Linked DNA regions of Muntiacus reevesi: region 2 is linked to region 1. The links are chromatin contacts, called in public Hi-C maps. All regions are on one chromosome and are shown on one strand. The core of a region is the stretch at or near the end of the contact, and the rest is flanking DNA. Distances in the headings are between cores, read along the strand shown. Region 1 holds the start of SPOCD1 (SPOC domain containing 1). Region 2 holds the start of TMEM39B (transmembrane protein 39B).

Region 1 (6,474 bases), core at 2,444-4,943:
CACCTGCCCGTCCCTGTCGCAGCACAGCCTCCATTCTTCTCCTGCAGCTGGCACTAGTTGCCATGGCAACCGGTTGTTTGGGATGCTGTGGGATGAGGGACCGTGTCACAGAGTCAAGGATGGGACTGAAGCAGAGAGCAGCCGTGGGTTGCTTCCCATCAAGGCGGGCAGGCACCTGCCTCCACCACCAAATTCAAACACCCCCTCAAAACACTGCAGACCCAGGAATCCCAATTTTGGGCATCTGGCCCACATAGATAATCTGAAATGGGGAGAAGCCAGATGCACAGAGGTTCAGTTCCCGGCAGTCCTTGGAGAAGGATAAAATTGTATAGTCAACAACAGGAAACATTTCTTAGTATTTTTCTTGTACCAGGCACTGTGCTAAATACAGAACACAGGTACACGTCATTTCACCTGCCCCTTATCACTGCCCAAAGAGGTAAGTACTTTATTACCTCTATTTTACAGATGAGGAAATTATGCTCGGAAAGGTGAGGCCACTTGCCTAGGTCACACTCAGATAGCAGCAAAGCCAGGCCTGAATGCCAATCTGTCGGCCTCTGAGCTTCATGCTCTTAACTACATGACAGTGACCAGAAATGAGAAAAGCAAGTCCCAGCCCACCCTCTGGTCCCAGCAGTGCCTGTAGACAAACACGATGCAGGGTTCAGGGAAAGCACACTCTGCCAACTTGGAAACATTTTCAAACACTAAATCATTTGAAAATCAAAGTACAAGCCCCAGAACAATGAGGCACAGCATGAGCCTACTTAGATATAAAAAGGTGTGACCAATATGCAGATGTTCACACATGTACAGAAGTTCATAGAAAAGGAGACTGAAAGGATGCTAACCATTAACACCAAACAAAGGGCAACTGGGCCAGGAGACATTAAAAGGGATTTCCTCATTCTATGTCGACAACTTCACTGTAAAACAATTTTTAATAGCTAAAAAATCAAGTTATAAATTTTGACCTGCATGATCCCATTTCTAGGCAAAGAAAAGATATATATGCATACGAAAAAGATGGAAGAAAGGATATATATACCAAAATGTCAACAGGAGATAGCTCTGAATGTTGTTGGCATTATGGGAATTTTTATTTCTTCCTTAGTTTCAATGATAAACATGTATTCATTTTTTATTAAAAATTAATGTTTTGAGTGATATTTACACAGATAATGTAGTAGCATCTCCAATATAATTACAGTATCAAACAGTGATAAATCACAACAGGCAGCTCATTGGTTCCTATCCTATTTCAACTAATTTGCTTGTCTGACCTTGACATACTCACTTTACCTGTCTGAGCCTCAGTGTCTGCATCATTAAAATGGGTATATATCAATAGCATCTTCTCTATAAGGGTGATAGGAAGACTGAAGATAAGTGCTGGGGAATAGTACCCAGCATGTAGTAAGCACGCCAGGTACTTTTACTACTGCGATGCTAGCGGGGAATGTGCACAAGCAGGCAGTGCAGTAAGCTTTCTGGACAGACTGCCTGGGTCTGCATACTGGCTCTATCATTTACCAGCTGTGAGACCTTGGGCCTGTAGCCACCTCTCTGGGTTTCATGTGAAGACTAAATCAAAAGCACTCAGCATACAACACATATTCAACCAAGGTGATAAAAATTCAATTATGTGACTATGATATATAAAACCAACAAGATATATAGAACCAACAAGGAGCTACTATATAAAATAGGAAACTATACTCAAATATTTTGTAATAACCTACAAGAGAAAAGAATCTGAAAAGAACATATATATACATATATATTCAGTTCAGTTCAGTCACTCAGTCGTGTCTGACTCTTACATATATATAACTGAATTACTATGCTGTAACCTGAAACTAACATGATGCTTCAATTTAAAAAAAATTCAAGCCTCCAACTAGTAAGAAAAAAAAAAAAAACAATAAGAACAAAAATAAATAAATAAATAAATACATAATAAAAAAATTAAAAAAAATTCAACTATGTCAGAAATATACACCAAACACAGCAATGCCATCTTCTGCCCTTGGTATATAAACATACTGACCATAATTATTAGTATTAATAAAATGCTAATTATGATCAATAAAAGAACAATGAAAAGGGAAGCAGTGAACACAGGGAATATGTCTAGGCACTGACTCCCTTGCTGTGTGAACTTGGAGAAGTTTGTTAACTTCTCTGAGCCTCAGCTTCCCCACACGGAAACACAGGGCTAATGCCTATCTCACAGGACTGTTGTAACACTCAAGGAAAAGCACATTTAACACAAATGTATTTACCTTGTGCCTTATGCTGTGCTAGGTACGTTATTTCACACCATCATCTCATTTAATTCTCAAAACAACCCCATTAAAGTGGAACTAGTATTCCCTTTTCACACATGAGGAAACAGCTTAAAAAATATTCCAGGGCCACTCAGCTAGAATGTGGGCAGAGATAGGATTTGAACACATGACTCACTGACACCAAAAGATAAAGATGCCCTTCCCATCCCAACCTCTCAGGGTCAACTTACCAGTCTGGGGCCGCTTCCTGGGCTGGATTCTTCTGGTTGGTCCTGGTTGGAGCTGTCTGGGCATCTGTTAGTGCCCTGATCCGCAGCAGGCACTGGGCCCATTTTCAAACGTTTAGCACACTTGGCATTTCTTTGCCTCGTGGATGGGCTTGAGCTAGCCTTGCTGGCTCCAGGCTCCAGGAAGCTGGAGGGGGTGTTAGCAAGTCCCTGCCCTGGCCTCCCCCCAGACACTGGTAGAGCCCCGACCTCCAGCTCCTCCTGGTTGTGTGAAGTGCCATGGCCATCACCATCGCCAGGCCTCCCCATGTGCTCGGCTTCCTGCTGTGCTGTGGAAGCCTTTCCAGACCCTCCCGGGCACAGCTCAGGGCTCTGGAGGGGATCCTGGGCAGCTAGCTGAAGTGACGGTCCTCCACTGGGCAGGGGGGAGTTCACAGGGTCACAGGGGCTAGCTGGAGGGGTCCCACTCCCTACAGTGGACAAATATTCAAACTTCTGAATCCCTGGGTCACAGTCCACCCAACTTCCACCTGGGTGTCCAGGCCCAGACCCAGTGTCCTTGCAAGAGAGAGGACTGCACGGGCCTCCCAACGACACTACGTCAGCACCTGGCGGGGGGTCTCCCACAGCCTGGGGCTTGTCCCCACTAGGGCTCTGACCAAGCCCCAAGAAGCCACCCTCCTGACCCTCTGAGATGGTCTCAGACCTCCTGCTTTTCTTTCTTGACCCCACACACCCACTACAAAGATTCCCGGGACAACTTCCAGCCAAGACATCATGCAGAATAATCTGAACCCTCTTGAAGGCCTGAGCCCTCCCCTGAGCAGGCGCTGTGGGCAGCTGAGGGATGAGCCTGGGGCTGGGCACTGAATCCCGGTTCTGTCCCACAGCTTGCAGCCCCAGGACCACTGGATGGGCCGTGGCCTCTAGGCTAGCCCCAGGAGCACCCACTGCCTGGGAGCTGGCACCTTGACAAGACTCTTCCCTGAGGACGCGCTTCCTGCTGCCAGCACGAACCAGGTCCCGTGAGTTCTCTCCTGACAGGTTTGGTGCCAGGCCTGACATGGAGCTAGTTTCTCCCACACCCTCCTGGAAAAGTCCAAGGCTGTTGAGGGGACTGAGAACGGGGTCCTCTGTGCTGGGGCCCGCTGGAGCCGCCTCCTGAGACATGTCTGTTCGCCTCCAAGGGCCCAATGCAGAAGGCAGGCCCTGTGAGGAGATAAGAGGTGGGGGTCTGATCTGCCAGCCCACTCAGGACACCAGATCAGTGGGAACTTCGGAGGCAGCCTCCCTTACAGGTGGCACCTCCAGGGCACCCAGGAACCACAGACATAAGCACCCCAGCGGGACACAGCGCCCCAGGTGAGGGAGGGGAGGCCTGTCTCCAAACAGGGTTGAGCTACAGCCACCTTTTATAAGGTCTTCCCCTCTTCTGAGAGTTCACACATTTGCATGTATGAGCTTTAAAAACAACAGTTATTATTTATGAATTATGTACTTCTGTGCATTATTTCATTTCATGCTGGCAGCCACAGGCAAGGAAACTTGAGATTCAGTGACTCGCCCAAGGCCATGCGCAGATAAAAAATGGAAGACCCGGGATTTGGTCCCCGACAAAAAGCCCAGCTCTAAGCCACTCAGGTTAATTGCCCATCACCCTCACATCGGGCCGCGCCTGACAGACGCTCCCAATCACGTTCCCAGCCTGACCAGGCAGCCTCCCACCGTTCAGGGAACCCAGAACCCACCGACCCACTCGCTCTCACCTGGGGTCTGGGGTCTCTGGGCTCCCCTTCTTGGGGTTCGACACCCAGGTGTTAAGGGGTTGAGATCACGTGATGCGGAGAGCGCCCCCCCCCCCAGGGATGGGGGCGGAGTCTGTTGATACGCAAAGGGTGGGACCTCGGGCGTGCTGACGTCGCTGCTCCGACAGAGGGCGCTCTCTTCCACCCAAGGGCTTCCGGGAGGAAGTGCCTGGCGAGGAAGGGCCTTGAATGCCTGCGTCAGAGTTTCATCTTGATCCTAGGTAATGGGGCGTTACTGAAAGTACCTGAACCTCTAGAGAAATATCAGAATCAGATCTATCTAGATTTTTTCCTCCATTATTTATTTTAATTACTGTTGTCTCAAATATAATTCATGTAGATGAACACGCAACACCCAACCCCAACAGAAAGGTTAGAAATTAAAACCTAAAAATGTCCTCTCACTTGCCCAGCTCTTGGGAACAACTTTCTTTCTTTTTTTATTCATGTGACTATGAATAATATACTCATACTTCTGTTCGTTGGTTTATTAATATCTTTGTTGTTCAGTCGCTCAATTATGTTCCTTTCTTTGCCACCCCATGTACTGCAGCTCACCAGGCTAACAGTGTCTATTGACTAACTACTGTGTGATTTCATTACCAATCCCTTCCCCCTTGCTCCTCCCAGTTTTTGTCTTTTATATTTATATATATTTTTGTTTTTCTACTAGTTGCTATTATAGTCATCTCTTTGATTGATGAATTTGGTTCTCCAACTCTCAGGCACACCAGAATTCTGTAATGCTCAAGTCCCTTATACCAAATGGCATAGCCATTGTATGTAACCTATGTACATCCTCCCAAATACTTTGTCATCTCTATACTGTTTATAATGCCTTGTACAGTGTAAATGCTGTATGAATATCTTGCATGTGCTTAGGAAATTCAAATTTTGCTTTTGGAGTCTTTCTTGAAATTTTTTTGAAAATATTTTCCATCTGGGACTTCCCTGGTGGTCCAGTGGCTAAGATTCCACACTGCCAATGCAGGGGACCTGGGTTTGATCCCTAGTCAGAAAACTAGATCCCACATGTGGTAACTAAGAGTTCACAGGCTGCAACTAAAGATCCTGCATGCCACAACTAAGACTCGGTGCAGCCAAATAAATTTACATATCTTTTTTAAAAGAAATGTTGCTGACTTTTTTTTTTTTTTTTTTTTTTTTGCTGACTTTTTAAAATAATTAATTTATTCCTGGCTGCTCTGAGTCTTGATTGCTGTGCACAGGCATTCTCTAGTTGTTGTGTGTTACTTGCTCAGTAATGTCCAGCTCTTTGCAAAACCATTGACTGTAGCCTCCCAGGCTCCACTGTCCATGGGATTCTCCAGGCAAGAACACTGGAGTGGGTTACCATTCCCTTCTCCAGGGGATCTTCCCCACGCAGGAATAGAACCCGTGTCTCCTGCCTTGGCAGGTGGATTCTTTACCGCTGAGCCACCAGGGAAGCCCCATTTATAACATTATGACTATGTAAATACTTTCACTGCAGAGCTAGAGATTTGACTGAGGGGGAGATGAAATTCCCCAGCATGAAACTTGTGCCATGTGAGACCTAGAGAAGCTTCCAGTCAATGGGATTACTACATTCAGTTAGAATTAATACATTTAAATATTGGGTTGACCAAGAAGTTCATAGAGGTTTCCATACGATGTTATGGAAAAACCCGAACGAACTTTTTAGCCAATCCAATAAAGATGTTGGATATTAAAGACATGATGTTGAATTTAGAAAGCAAGAAAATGTTAATGAGGGAAATTGAGTGCTGGGTATATGGAGACTCTCTGTACAAATCTTCATTTTTTTTCCTCCAAATCTAAAACTCTTCTAGAAAATAAAATTTACTTCAAGAAAAAAAAAAAAAAAAAGCTGTAGTGTGATCCATATTGAAAACTCTCATTATATGGCTGTCAAGGTCACAAATAAGGTTAAGAGGTGAGATTGGATGTTACCAATGACCGCAATTACTGCTCTAAAGAAAAATTTTTGAAGATGACTTCCCACCATGGAATGTCCCCGTCATGATGGCAGAGACATGGACCAGGGCCATTAAGACCAAGTAGACTATTTTTCTGGCCCATTGAGATAATGAAAGTCTCCCACAATTGGACAAGGAAAGGAGAAGCATGGTATAGAGGATAAAA
Region 2 (6,474 bases), core at 2,501-5,000, 210 kb after region 1:
TCAGGAAATGAAGGAGGGAAGTGAGGGCCTCAGGGTCACAAAACAGCTGAGATGTGTGGGCACAGATCTAGAGGACAAAAACCCAACGAACATTCTGCCATCGTAGTTATTTTCTCCATAGAGCCTGTTGTAGGAGGCAGATGTAGAAGGATTAAGGCCCTAAATGTTTCTAGTAGATGCTAAGATGGAAGTGTATATTGTTCTAGATTCTTTCAGTAGCAACTGTCAGACACCAAACTGGCTTTTTGTAACAGAAAAGTCCATAAAGACTTCAGATATACCTGGATCTAATGATGCTGTTAAGAAAATGACTCCTGATTCTCTAACTTTTCTGTGTTTCTTTCATTGTCAGCTAAGTTCTCCCCGAAAGGTGGCAAGATAACCACCAAGAACTTCAAGTTTATATTTTATTTCCTTAGCCATCCCACAGGGGGGAAATTTTATTGCCCAATAGTTGTGGCAAAGGTCCTAGGATTGCATCTCATTTGGCCTAACTTGGGTCACTAACACACCTCCACCCTCACCCCAGCCAGTCCCTGTAGCCTGACGTGGCAGGGATGGAATGCTTTGATTTGTCAGGCCGGGAGCATCTGCACACACAGGAACTCCAGACTAAGGCAGCCACCCTAAACTTCATGGACAGAGTGGGAGGAAGGGTAGATTCCCAAGGGAAAATGAGTGTTCATATCAGAAGAAAGAGGAATGAATGCTGGGCAAGCAAAATCAGTAGTCGACCTTTACAAGGTGAGCAGGAGCCACAGGTAATCGGTCACATGCATAGTGGTCCATTTGAGTGCCCTTCTCCCCATACCCTGGGTTGATTGAACACCCTCAAATCAATTAAGCAGGATTTCCCTTGTGGTACAGTAGATAAGAATTCTGCTCCAGGAAGACACCACGTGCCACAGAGCAACTAAGCCTGTGCACCACAACTTCTGAGCCCATGCTCTAGAGCCCATAAACAGCAACTACTGAGCCCATATGCCCTAGAGCCCATGCTCTACAATGGAAGCCACTTCAATGAGAAGCCCGTGCACCCCAAAAAAGAGTAACCCCCAGCTCGTGGCTCCTAGAGAAAGCCCGTGAGCAGCAATGAAGACCCAGTGCAAACAAAACTAAATAAATGAAATTTTTAAATGTTTTTTAAAAAAATCAATTCAGCAAACATGTCCTGAGTATTTGCCATGTACAAAGTCAAGTACCTTCCACATGGTAGATGCACAGCAAGACATTCCCCTGCCACCAGCCCCAGTAAGGCAATTACCAGACTCAAGCTATTGCTTCCACCCTGAGGAATGGAACAGCCAAACTCCTATTCTCAGAAACCAGGTCCGATGTCCTCTCTTATGAAGCCTTCCCTTGATTACCTCCCCTGTCAAGGTTAGTCATCTTCCATCCACCTCTGTACCTGGTACATACTCCTGTTGTTACCACATTGGGTCATAATTTATTGATTCTCCTCTGTGTCTCTCCCACTAATGAGCAGCACCTCTGTATCCTCAGTGGCCAACATACAACAGATGCTCAGAAATGTTTATTGACCTGAGTTAAAATGAGTTCCCAGGAATGGCCCAGCTTCAGTCATTGTCTATGGAATATTCCCGAAATCTTTAGCTTCCCTTCCCAACTGGCTTCCTTTCAAGAGCTAGTTTGCCACTACCTCAATTCAACTGAATTGATCCCAAATAAATGCCTATCACATACCAGGTGGTTGCCAGGTGTTGGGGATTCAGTCACTAACAAGATACACTTCAAATTCAGTACTCTAAAGAGGTCGGAACTGGCTCGTCTAACCAGAATTTCTTTGGCTAGAAAAAGGAATCTCAGCCCTGGTTTCTACCCTACTTTGTGACCTGCTTTGTGATGCAGTTGTTCTCCCTTACTAAGCCCTCTTTTTCCCCAGAAAGGAAGGCCTCTTTGTTATTAATATAGCTCTATAATTTAATAGAAGTATATATGTTAAGCTCCATATTTCCATTTGCCTAGGCTAAAAACCATGCAGCAATCCTTATCTTCTCTTTCTTCCATTTGCACACCTATCCAAATTTGTCAACAAACTCTGTTGACTTTACCTTCAAATCCAGGCTCCAACATGACTCATTTCACCCAGTCTGGTACAAACCATCAATATCTCTTGCTACAATCACTGCCGTAGCATCCTGGTCTCCCTGTTTCCACCCCTCTGCCCTACAGGCTATTCTCACAAGACAGCTGGAGTGATTCTTTAAAAAAGGAAGTTCAAAAAAAAAAAAAAAAGGGAGTTCAAGCCCTCCAGTAGCTCCCATCTCATTCAGAGTAAAAGTCTCAGGTCCATTCTCTCTCATGTCCAACTCTCATGTCTATTCCATTTCAAGCCACATTGGCCTCCTTGCTGTTTCTTAAACATAGCAGGCGTGCTCGGTGCTTGTACCTGAGGGCCCTTCCAATGACTTTTTCCCTCTGCCTGAACCGCCCCCTTCCTCTAGATATCTACATGACTGACTCACTCTTTCCTTCAAGTGTTTGTTCAAAAGTCACCTCTGTGAAACCTACTGACTACCCTGTTTAAAATTGCAACCTCCCATCCCCCTTTCCTGTTTTCCTCCATCTCAATCATTCCTTTCTAATGATTTTTACTATATTTTTTACGCCCATCTCCTCCCACTTAACTGTAAGCTTTGTGAATTTCTATTAATTAAATACCTAAATCATTTAATTAATTGAATATTGTTGTCTATTATATGCCAAACATTGTGCTAATTGATGGGAGGTACCAGATGATGGAGACAACTTAGAAGTCTTATGAGGGAAGAAATCATAACAATTACTAGTAACAGCTCATTTATTGAGAGCTCCCTCTGTGTTAAGTGATGGCCATACATCTTAATAGTAATGACGGTTAACATTTATCAAAACAGACTCTGTTCTACATGCATTATCTCATTTAATACTCACCAAGCCCTGTAAAGTGAGTTACCAGTAAAGAGCAAGAAACAGGAATCCAAGACTTGGAACTGGCAGAATCAGGATTTGAACTAATGTAGTGAAAGAAGGATATTCTTCCTCACATATTCTCAGAAGTGAGAAATAATGCTGAAGCTGAAGCTCCAATACTTTGGCCACCTGATGCGAAGGGCTAATTCATTAAGACCCTGATGCTGGGAAATACTGAAGGCAGAAGGAGAAAGGAACGACAGAGGATGAGATAGTTCGACGTCCAAACTCGATGGACAGGAGTTTGAGCAAGCTCCGGGAGTTGGTGATGGACAGGGAAGCCTGACGAGCGGCAGTCTATGGGATCGCAGAGTCAGACACGAGTGGGCGACTGAACTGAACTGAACTGAGCGTCAGGAAGACTAGGTGGAAGACTGGATATGGCGGTAGAAGGAAAAGGAGGAAATGACTCCCAAGTTTTGATTGGGATGGACTAAGAGCAATAAGGCCAAAGAGAAAGATGAAAGCCCAATTTGGGACGCGATCAGTTTGAGGAGCCAGTGGACGACTCATGGATGCAGGAACCGAGATGAGGTTCTGGCCCCCTCCCTCGGTCCTGAAAAGGTGCTAGGAAAAGGCAGGCAAGGGAAGAGATGGAGATAGGTTCTCCTCCCTCTCGGGTTTTCCAGCTGCATTTGCAGGAAGGGCGTGGGAGACCGCGAGACAAAGAGCGCGCGGCACTGCCTTTGTCCAGGGCGGCCCCTTTAAGAAGCGCGCCCCCAGCTTCTAGCCCGCCTTGTATGCAAATCTGGCGGCGGGGCGGGAGCGCGCAGCTGATACCCGGGGACTGGGCTGCGGCGGTTAGTCCTCTCTCGGCCGCCGTCGCCTCCGACATATTGCCCGCAGGAGCTGCGGCGGCGAAGCGGAGAGCGCCGGGGGGAGGAGATGGGTGAGCGGCACGGGTCCGGCTTGGCCCGGGAACGGGCGGGCTCCGGGGTCAGGATGGCCAGGCTGCTAATTGCTCCCCCACGCGGACAGGATCCCGGCGAGGGGAGGGGGAGGGGATGTTGGGCCCAGGGGGACCCCGCCCCCTCCTGTCGTTTTGCGGGTGGGGCTTCTGTTGTGGGGGCGGGACATTGGAGGGGTGGGCGGAGCTCCTAAATTGCGGAGGTTCCTGGGGGCTTTAATGGGGACCCACTGTCCCGGGCTTGAGTGGGGCGGGGCTGCTCGTGGGCGTGGCCTTCATGCTAAGGGCGGGGCTCCTAGCCCGTAGGCCCTGGTGCAGGGGCAAATTTTCTGGGCAGTAGGGGCTTTATACTGGGGAGGTGGGGCGGAAAGGAGACCTTCGAGATGAAGGGAGCCCACTCTGGAGCCGGGCTTCTGGGCAGAGAGAGCTTCTATTGGTTTGTGGGCGGGTTTTCTGAGCTGACAATTGTGTGTAGGCGGAGCTTCTGGGCTGAGAGGCTATATGTGGGTGCAGAGCTTCTAAAGAGAGGAGAGTGGGTGTGGGTAGAGCATTTGGACTGAGGATACCTGTGTGGGGTTTTCTAAGCCAGGTAGAGTAGCAGAGCTTTGGCGCTGGGGCTGGTCGCGGCAGAGTTCCTGAACAAGAACTTTTTTGGAAACGTTGGGGAAAAGCTTCCAGGCGGAGAAGCTAGGGCTGGGGGTGTGGGTGTCTGTGGAGGCTGCTGTGTGGTCATGAGATATGAACAAGGCTTTAACTTTGGGCTTCCCAGGTGGTTCAACGATAAAGAATCTGCCTGCCAATGCAGGAGTCACAGGGTTGATCCCTGGGTTGGGACGATCCCCTGGAGTATGAAATGGCAACCCATTCCAGTATTCTTGCCTGGGAAATCCTGTGGACAGAGGAACCTGGCAGGCTACAGTCCATGGGGTCGCACTGAACACACACATTAACTTTTGGAAACAACTTAAGTGACTCAGCACACACATAACTTTGGGGCTGGGGTGGTGCCTAGGAGCTTTGTGCAGGAGCTTTTTGCAGGACCTGGGAGCTTGGGCTAGATTGCTCAACTGAGAGAAAGAAGTTGTAGGTCTATGTTTTAGGTTCACAACCATGCCATTCTCCCTTGACACTTGCTCAGGCCCTGAATCCTGACTGTGAGAGCTCAGGATGCCCATTAAGGCAGATCTTGGGTCCTGGAGGAATCATAAGCCTACAGGGACTTGTGGTAGTATCCCAAAGGAGCTGCGTATACCGGTTCAAAGAGCTCAGGACCCAGACTCCCATACCACCTGTGACTCTGTGTAAACTGAATTTACTAATCTGGGTAATCTACCTTGCTGGATTCATTCCCTCATCATCATCAATGTGTTGTTATTGAGCACTTACGCTGGTAGAGGGAGGGGATACAGCAGTGAAAGAGACAGACCTCACTGGCCTTCCATTCCAGTGGAAAAGATAGGCAGTAAATAGGTTAACAAATGAATAAGATGAAGAGTAAACTGTGAAAAGAAAAATGGAAATAAGATAGAGAGTTAGAATGGCAGAGCGTACAGCAAGTGCAGAAGGTAGCAGTAAGCTTGGTTTGCTCAAAGAGAGAAAGATTAGGCTGGCTGAAGCATGGGGTCGAGGCAGAGAATGGTAGGAGATGCGTTTGAAGCGATAGGCAGGGGAACCAATCATGGGTCTCTGTGATTGAGTGACGAAATGAGACGCCAGGTTGTTATCCTTGATATATGCCCTCTGGCTTGAGGATCTACCTTATGTTGAGCCCCGCAGGAGGACGAAGAGGTCCCAACAGGACATCCTACTGTCGAAATCCACTCTGTGAGCCAGGATCCTCTGGGGGCTCGGGTGGGGGCCACACTTCCAGCGCATCGGTCACCAGTGTCCGTTCCCGCACCAGGTAAACTACTTGCTGTCTCTTGCACTTCCTGTGGGCTCAGAGGAGCAGTCTGGACAGAGCTCTCCCTGACTGAGCCCTAGGATATGATACCCCAGATGCCAGATGGAGGCTTCAAGGGCAGGGAGCAGCAGAAAAGTCCCTGGGTGAGGGCGGTCCCTGGAACAGATACCTTGGGACATAGTATAGTGAACCCAAAGGCCTGGATTCCACTCACAGTTCTGCTCCTAGTTCACTGGTGGCTTGGGCAAGTTGTCTCCCCTCTCTGGGCCCCTTTCTCCTCTCCTTTCCTTTCCTTCCTGGGGAATGTTGGAAAGCCTGAATAAGATGAGGGAGGAATAGGGAAAGGCTCTGTCAGCTTCTTTGAGAGGCAGAAGGAGTAGGCGGACTCCATCCATCCTTGCCCCGGGCTGCTTTTCTGAGCCTGCCCCACGGTCCTGGGCCAGAAGCCCCTCTTGGTAGGGTTCTCCAGGCAGCTTCTGATGTTGTGCCCTCTCTCCCCCAGGAGCAGCTCGGGGACGGGCCTCTCCAGCCCTCCACTGGCCACCCAGACGGTCGTGCCCCTGCAGCACTGCAAGATCCCTGAGCTGCCAGTCCAGGCCAGCGTTCTGTTTGAACTGCAGCTCTTCTTCTGCCAGCTCATAGCCCTCTTCGTCCACTACATCAACATCTACAAGACAGTGTGGTGGTATCC

Evidence for each region. Hi-C and Micro-C count contacts between places; a contact is called where the count stands out from the background.
Region 2: a contact with region 1 is called in a Hi-C map of blood, with 3 times the contacts expected there. The contact joins the promoter of TMEM39B here to the promoter of SPOCD1 in region 1. A contact is called at or near these places in 2 of 3 Hi-C or Micro-C datasets (blood and muscle).

What each region holds. Positions count from the first base shown.
Region 1 is chr3:115,733,528-115,740,001 of mMunRee1.1, forward strand. It overlaps SPOCD1 (SPOC domain containing 1), which reads right to left and starts at 3,694. Exons shown (of 14, transcript XM_065928901.1): 1 at 2,528-3,694. The coding sequence starts at 3,694.
Region 2 is chr3:115,940,703-115,947,176 of mMunRee1.1, forward strand. TMEM39B (transmembrane protein 39B) reads left to right here and starts at 3,751. Exons shown (of 9, transcript XM_065930287.1): 1 at 3,751-3,862; 2 at 5,657-5,783; 3 at 6,286-6,474. The coding sequence starts at 3,859.